2 separate regions of the Bos taurus genome follow, and region 1 is linked to region 2. A link is a contact called in public Hi-C data. All regions are on one chromosome and are shown on one strand. Each heading gives the region's core, a stretch centred on a gene start, on an enhancer-like site or on the middle of the called end of the contact. The rest is flanking DNA. Distances are from core to core; before and after follow the strand shown.

Region 1 (4,016 bases), core at 454-2,953, 55 kb after region 2:
CCTCTCACCTACTGGAGATAACTTTTAACTGGAGCTGAAGCCCAGGGAAGAATTGACTTTAGGGATTAAGGTGTGGAATTTAGGAATAATAATCAACCATACTAACAAAGCGGTTCTGTGGTGTCTAAGAAGGTAAACACTCTGCCTGAAATACAGGAGACCCAGGTTCAGTCCCTGGGTGCGGAAGATCCCCTGGCGGAGGCAATGGGAACGCACTCCAGTATTCTCGCCTGGAGAATCCCATGAACTAGAGGAGCCTGGTGGGCTACAGTCCACGGGGTTGCAAACAGTCGGACGTGACTGTGCGATTAACACTGATACTAACAAAAAGGAAAAGTTTGTTGTTGTTGTTGTTGTTGTTACTGGGAGACAAATTATGTCAAAATGTTTTCAAAACCAAAAACATGATCTCAAATTGGGGAAGGAATACGAGAATTACAACATCTAAGAGAAAATATTACACAGTGCTTTTAAAAAAGACTTCACATTGAATAAATAGCCTATACATAACCTCTAAAGTCACCAATTGACTCTTTCTCTAATTTAGAGGTCGCTACATGGTTGATTTGGGATAAATTGTTTCTATGGTGTTTGCCAACTGGGCTCGATGGTTTGGCCTGAAGGATTGAGGGTGCCAAAAGACTGGGACTGGCTTTCCAAGGTTGCTTAAATTGTAGCAAGTCAAGGGTTTCTCTTTCCAAAGCCAGTTACAGTGTTTGCTTTTGGGGACAACTCAAAAGGAGCCTTTTCATACTGTACATGGGAGTCTCCTGGCAAGAATACTGGCGTGGTTTGCCATTCCCTCCTCCACCGGACCACGTTCTGTCAGGTAGTTAGCGTCACCCACTCAATGGATAGGAGTTTGAGAAAACTCCGGAGATAGTTAAACGACTTAGCAGCCTGACGTGCTACGGGCCACCGGGTCAGAGAGTCGTACACGACTTAGCGACTGTACAACAACAAGGAGCCTTTAGAGTCCAGCTCATCGGAGCTCTGGACTTTAACTTCCTCATCTGTAAAATGGAGCAGCCATCGCCTGCAGGAGGAATACAAGGTACTACCCAGAGCCCCACCAACGTGAACGCAGCCATCCAGTTAGGGCTGGGAGGAGGCGGCGCCGAAAGGAGCAAGAACAGGGTAGTTTGCAGGAAGTGCTTAAGGGTTGGGAGGGGAGATAGAAGGCGGAGGCGGGAATGTGAAAGCTGAGCCCTAGCTGCAGAGTTCGTACCGAAGCTCAGGGGAGGCGGGGCGAAGCTGGGGTGAAGGGGTTAGTCAGTCGACGGGCAAGATGGGCCACCTCCCCCGAAAAGAGAGGGCTGGGTGCGGGGGGAAGCTCTGAGGTGGCGGCTGAGGAACGCGGGGGGAGGGGGGAAGAGAACGCGCTCAAGAAAGGGGCGGGAAGCGCGTGCCCACCGCACGCATGCGCGCGCCTAGCTCCTCCAGGTCTCAGGCCTGGGTTTCTGACCGCGCGCCCAGCGCCGACGGTGCGGACGTTACTGGAGGAGGAGCCACACGATCCCTCCCCGCCGGGACCTGAAGGTCCTGCAGCGCATTTCTCGAAGTGGCGAGTCGCCACTTGTTTCTTCACTAGGCATTTAGGAAGCAGAGAAAGGGAACACGTTTCTGCCTCTTCTTTTTTCGTTCCCCTCCCCCAAGAAGAGTGGGGAGGGAGGTCCTAGGCGTGTCAGGGAGAGTCCGCTCCGGGTTTTCCCGCCCACTTTAACTCTGTGAGCGCTTCGACCGCGCGGCGCTTCACTCCACCCGGCGCGTCCGAGCCCTCCGCCGGAACTCGTTCCGCCTCCACTACACATATTTCTCCAGGAATGGAAAGTGGGACCTCCGACCTCTTTCCCAGAGCTCCCCAGGCCAGAGGGCTGTTCCCAATCTTTTCGGAGTTCCAACTCCCGACAGCCTCTGGCAGCTAGAATTCTCTGAATCAGGTCGCTCTCAGGGACTACTTGACGTCTCCGTGCGCTCGGTGGTGCGACCGCGCTCTGAGCTCTTCCTGGAAACTCCCGCCTCGGGGAGCCAGGAGAGCCCGGCCGGGGGGAGGGGAGCGGAGGGGACGCACACGCCCCCTGTCCCGGGGGAGGGCTCCGCACCCCCGCCCTCCTCCCCGCGGGGAGGGGAGGGAAGGCAAGGCAAGGCAAGGCGCGAGAGGGGGAGGGGAGAGCGCGGGGCACGGAAACGGGGTGGGGGGGCAGCTTCCCGCCCCACCCCCTGTCTGGAGAACAACGGGTTCCCGCTGCTGCCCCCTGCCGCCCACAGCGCCCCGCACCCCGCGCTCCTGCCCGGCCCCGAGAGGGGCGTCGGGGGAGCTGCAGCTGCCGGGGCCGTGGGAACCCGAGCCGACGCTTATAAGAACTGACCGGTTTCCTGTCAGAAAACTTCCAGTTACTTTAGAGAAGCCCGTTGGGCCAGCTTGGTCCCAGGCGGAGTTGGCCACATTTCACTACAGCCCGGTGACCTCCCTTCTACTTTAAAACAACGGGGAATAAGCTTCGGGGAAGCAGTCGGTTCATAAAACCAAGAGCAACACCACGTTGCACCGCTCTGACTCAAAGGAAGTTAAACAAAATACTGATTGTGGGGAATTTTTAAAGGGCTACTAACAGAAGGAACTCGGGCTTTTCAAGTGAAAGCTTTTATCCCCTCTGTATGTACACAAAGATTTAAAGTCATGAGAATTTATTACAGCAGTACATCTGCTTGTAAGCGTACAGGAGTTTGTGGTTTAAAAAAACCTTAGTGAACTTTTTGAAAGAGAGGCGTTTGTTTCTGAATCCAACAGGAAAAAAACCAATTCGAAAAAGCTTGAAAAAGTTCAATTAGAATAGCAGCCACATTTCAACATTTCCCAGATTTTGCAATATTAAACTGTGAAGGTTTGTGCCAAATTTTAAGGCAAGAATTCTTACTGCCAAATTACAAATTTCTCAAAATGAGGGGTGTTCAACCAAATTGCTGCCAGACCCCATGAACAGGCACTAACAGCACTGCTATAATTACACCTTATTATCTCCCTCGCAGCCTTATTTGATTCACTGCCTGATAAAATCCTATTCCGGGTGTCACTAGCTGGCCTTTTTCTGGGGCTGAACAATCACACTTCACCCATGCCTCAGTTCCTCCAACGCCTCTTTAGCTGTGTAACCCATCGCTTTCTATTCCATTCTTCACAGTACATCTCTTCCAAAAATGCAGCCCAATCAGATAGATTCTTTTCACCCTAGCTTCCCTAGAGACTAAGAAATGAAGAAGATGAAAACAAATTTATCAGAGATACTCACAAGAAAAATTTCTTCTTTGAAGAAAAGGATTTAGGCCAAGAAACTAAATTTGTTGTTTATCTAGAGCCCCCTACGGGGATTTAGCATAGTGGGTTGAATGCAGTTAAACCAGCTTAATCACTTTCTTTGTTCTGGGCTCTTTGCATTTATTTAATGTTGTATTTTAACATGATTTGACACAAACTAAACTAATTTCTTCTGTTAGTGTAGTCTACACTGTAGACCATACAACATGACAAAACGTAACTTTCTGTGGAACCTTTGACTTTTTGTAGAATTCTGTGCTAAACTGCTATATGACCAAGACTAAAAAGGGGGGTTGGGGGGAGGGGTGGGCAGGAAGTCGTGTGTTCATTTTTTTTTTAATCCAGAGATTTTAAAAACACAAAAAGTTGACCATTATAAACCATTTAATTCTTTGGAAGATCTGTAGCTCCACAGCCCTTGATGAGATCTACATTTACTCATTTTTGAAAGTAGGTTGGTTGGTTTGTTTCAACCGGGAAAAAAGGAAGAGGGCATGCCAGATCTTCTGCCTGATAGATTATAATTCTTTTAGCCTTTACTCTCTCTTAAATAACAATTCTACCCTGCTTCTCCCCAGCCCCAGATTGAAGGGCATTCATTCACAAATGACTCTTGAGCTTCTTTCTGAGTGTCTGCTTCCTTATAAAGCCAAAACCTCAATACTAAGGCTCAGTGAATTAAGGTTTGTAAAGATGGACG
Region 2 (3,856 bases), core at 461-2,960:
ACCCGGGCTGCCCAGGGTGAACCGAAGCCGGCCTCTAGCTGCTCCCAAGCAGGCCCCTGCCCTCCCTCGAGGTCCCCCCGAGCCCGAGGGGCCCCCTCCTTGAAAGCACAGATAGGGACCGGCCTAGAGGAAGGTAGGGAGGGCAGAGAGGAGCGGCAGGTGAGCAGAGAACTGTTCACTCAACTCCCGACCTCCGAGGGCTGCCTACACCCCTAACCTGAGCCCCCAACACCCCCTCACCCCGGGCCGGGCCCTTTTCCCGCACACCCGGCTCCGCACCCCTCTGAAGACCCCCCGGAGCTGGAAGGGACCCGGGGGGGAGGAGGAGGGGAGCAGACACCTCAAGGAAAGCCCCACACAAAGGCTGAAGGAGGGAAAGAGAGGAAGGCAGACGGGCAGCCATTTTAAGAGAGAAAGAGCGAGACAATGGCAGCTCCCCAGCAGTGGGGGCCCCAGACTGGGGGTAGCCCACGGCCGTGGCCCGCTCCCCGCCGCCGCCACCACCCACTCCCAGGACCCCCCACCCCAGTCGCCACAGGCCCCCCACCCCACTCAGCCGTGTTACCTGCGGGGTCCGGACGAGCGGCTGCCCCCCGCCGCCGCTGCTCCCAGGGCTCATGGGCGCGTGGTGGCTCCTTTGTTGGGCCCCTCCCGAGGCGGCCGCGGCCGCCGCCGCCGCAGCAGCAGCAGCCCCCCAGCACTGCGAGGCCATGTCCGCCGGGCCCTTGCCGGCGCCCCCGTCCTGGGGCCCGCCGCCGTAGTCGCCCCCGGGGTAGCCCTGGTAGCCACGGGCCGAGCTGGGCGACGTGAGCAGTTGGTTGAGGGTGGGGGTGGCGGTGGGCTGGGGGGTTCCCCCTGCGGCCGCTGAGGGGCCGCCTCCCCCCATGGCCCCGAAGCGCTGCTGAGCGAAGGACGAAGACGACGAGGAGGCGGAGGCGCTGGAAGAGGGAGGCGGCTTGGAGCCGGCGGCCGCCGCCGCCGCGCCGGAGCCCGGAGTGCCACCTCTCGGGGAGCTCAGCGCGTAGGCCTGGGGGGGCGGGGGGTAGGCGCTGCGGTTGGGGTAGTAGGAGTTGTACTGGTGGTTGGGGAAGCCGTGGTCGTGCGAGTTCTGCTGGGGCCCCGCGTAGGGCTCCAGGCCCCCGCCGCCGCCGCCGCTCTGCAGCGCTGCCAGGCCAGGGCTTTGTTGTCCGCCATGTTGTTGGTGGAAGACGGCGGCCGCGGCGGCGGCGACGGCAGACGGGCTCCGGCCGTAGGGTTGCCCGAAGCCGTAGGCTGGGGGCGGCAAGGCGGCCGCGGCTGAGTGAGGAGGCGCCCCCACCCCGTCGCTGCTGCCGCCGCCACCGCCGCCGGGCGGCTCCGTGAGGTTATTGTTCAGGGCGGGCCTAGGGCCCGCGTTCCCGTTCGAGTTCTTCAGGTCCGGCTCCGCGCCGGGCCCGCCGGCTCCGCCGCCGCCGCCACCCCCATTGCTCTCGGCCCCGTCCTGCAGCTCCTTTCCCAGTGGCTGCGGCGGCCCCACGGCGGGGCCCTCGCTTTCCTGCCCGGCGGCTGCCTTCATTTCCCCGCGCTCCGCCGCGACCGCCGCCGCCGCCTCGCCCCCCGCCTCCTCCCGCTGCTGCTGCTGCTGCTGCTCCGCTTTCTTCAGCTCCGAGGGCGGCGGCGGCGGCGGGTTGCCCAGGCTGCTGGCGGCGGCGGGGGCGACCTGCGCGGCCATGATCCCCGCTGTCTCGTCCGCGGAGAGACCCGGCCCTGTCTTCGTCTTCTCTCACCCCCCTCCCACCCCACCCCGCCCCGGGGCCGAGTCCCCTCGGGCTTCCCTCCCCACCCGCCCGGGCGGGCCTCGCGGGGCTCCGCGGCTTTTGCGCTGCGCTCGCTCGCTCGCTCGCTCCTCTCCCCCCCGCCCCGCCGGCTCAGGCTCCGGGCTGGCGGCGGCGGCGGAGGAGGAGGAGGCGGCGGCGGCGGCCGAGGCGCCGGCGGCTCAGCTGCTCCCGGCTCTGTAAGCTCGGGACCCGGCTCTCCCGGCTCATTCCCCCCCAAGCCCTTGCCTGGGAATGAGGGGGGCGGTGGAGGCTCCGCTCCCCAGGGCCTGGCCCCGCTGTGACTCTCCGCTTTCTGCTGCCGGAGAAAGGAGGGAGGGAGGGAGGGAGGGGAGGGAGGGAGGCGAGGGGGAGGGGGCGGGGAGGGAGGGAGCGGGGGGAGGGGGACCCGGGACGGGCGGGCTGGAGGGCGCGCGGCAGCAGCCCGGGCGCCGGCAGGCAGAGTCGGAGCGTGGGCCGGGCCGGGCGCCCTGCCTCCCCTCCCCGGCCGCGGCGCCGGGCCGAGGCTACTGCGCGGCGGCGGGCGGGCGAGCGGGCGGGCGGCCGGACTGAGCGGCTAGAGCGCCCCACTCTCCTCCGAGTCCCCCTCACTCCGACACGAGGCTCAGCACTGCCATTTTACCCAGAGCCGTCGCGGCCGCCTGGCAAACCCGGAACGGAGCGCGGAGCGGGGCGCAGGCCGTGGAATGGACTCGCTCCCTTCCCCTCACAAAGGAGGAGGGGAGAGAACCAGCCGCGGCGGCGGCGGCGGCGGCGGCAGGCGCTCTGCCGCTCTCGCTCGGCAGCGCCGCCGCCGAAGGCTTCGGGGAAAACCCGGCCCGGAGCTCGCGCCTCTCCGGAGCCTGCGCGCCGCCTCCCTCCTGGCCTCCCTATCCAGGTCGGTCCCCTCCGCGCCGCGGGCAGCGTGAACTTTACTCGCGGCTGCAAAATTGGCCTGAGCCCGAGACCGCGGCCGCCTCGGCCCAGGCCTGACCCCCCCTGGCAGCGGGCCTGGTCTCTTGGCCGCTACTTAGCATCTCCGCGGCACTTTTCCTTCTTCAAAGCTTTTTGCAGACCTGCTCCAAAGACCCAGCTGAGCTTTACGTTGTATCCTCTTTGCAAGCTGCATGGAATGACAGATCATTGTTTCCGACTTTCCGTTTTCCCACTCTCTGCCCTCATTAGCTGGTCCTCACAGGCCCTGGGGGGCATGAAGTCCCTGATCCCCATTTTACAGAGTCATAAGACAGCGTAGGGGACCGGCCTATTATTTATAAGGAGTATGAAGTCCATTATCCCCATTTTACAGTTATAAGACAGCGTAGGGTACTGTCCTATCGCTTAGCCTATCACAAAGACGAGGGCAGTGGAGGGTGACTTTAAAAAGTAGTAGAGTCCCCAGTGCTGCCCCTGTCTACCTACTTGGCATTAGAAATAATAGTAATAAAAAGAAAAGTGGTGCTACATACAACAGTGGGATCAGAACATCAGAATGGGTTTGAGATCAAAGCTGGTCATCTCAACTGATATAAAATGGTCACCCCTGAAGATATTTTGGGGACATATGACAGCCTTCTCGCAGGAAGACACAAGCCCCACCTTTGCCCACAATGACCAAGGGTCCCAGTCTCCAAAGACAGTACCTGTAAGACTGTAACAGACCACAGAAGAGACTCCAGGGACTGGTGGAACCTGAGTGTTCAAAGGAACCACTGCCTAAGAGGGATGACCAAATAGAGGGAACCATTTTCTCCTTAAAAAGAGAGAAAAGGTGCAGTCTAACACCTCACTCAGAAAACAGATGCAACCTAAATTTGTTTTTCTGTCCTTCATTGTAAAGAATCATTAAAGTTTACTGTTACATTCTAAGAGATGCTGAGTGAACTGGAGGTATACACAGAAAATTCTAGATTCACAGGCTCCACCACATCTCAGCAGCAGCCTTGTCCTCTGACTGACTTAGAATGCTCTGACATGACAGGCTACACAGGCCAGAGGGGATACCAGCTCCTCACCAAGCCCAGGGCTGCCTTGAGAGATGCTAGGTCAGCTAGGCATTAGAC

Evidence for each region. Hi-C and Micro-C count contacts between places; a contact is called where the count stands out from the background.
Region 1: a contact with region 2 is called in a Hi-C map of skeletal muscle, with 2.8 times the contacts expected there. The contact joins the enhancer-like site here to the promoter of ARID1A in region 2. A contact is called at or near these places in 4 of 11 Hi-C or Micro-C datasets (liver, skeletal muscle, skin fibroblasts and 1 more).

What each region holds. Positions count from the first base shown.
Region 1 is chr2:126,530,643-126,534,658 of ARS-UCD2.0, forward strand. No RefSeq gene overlaps it. Among named protein-coding and RNA genes, the nearest start is that of ARID1A, 56 kb to the left of the region's middle. Within about 2 kb of position 1,704, at least 102 of the 102 cell types and tissues checked have an H3K27ac peak or open chromatin away from gene starts, as enhancers often do. A contact at or near this core is called in liver, skeletal muscle and skin fibroblasts, where this site is marked.
Region 2 is chr2:126,475,314-126,479,169 of ARS-UCD2.0, forward strand. It overlaps ARID1A (AT-rich interaction domain 1A), which reads right to left and starts at 1,711. Exons shown (of 20, transcript NM_001205785.2): 1 at 566-1,711. The coding sequence starts at 1,711.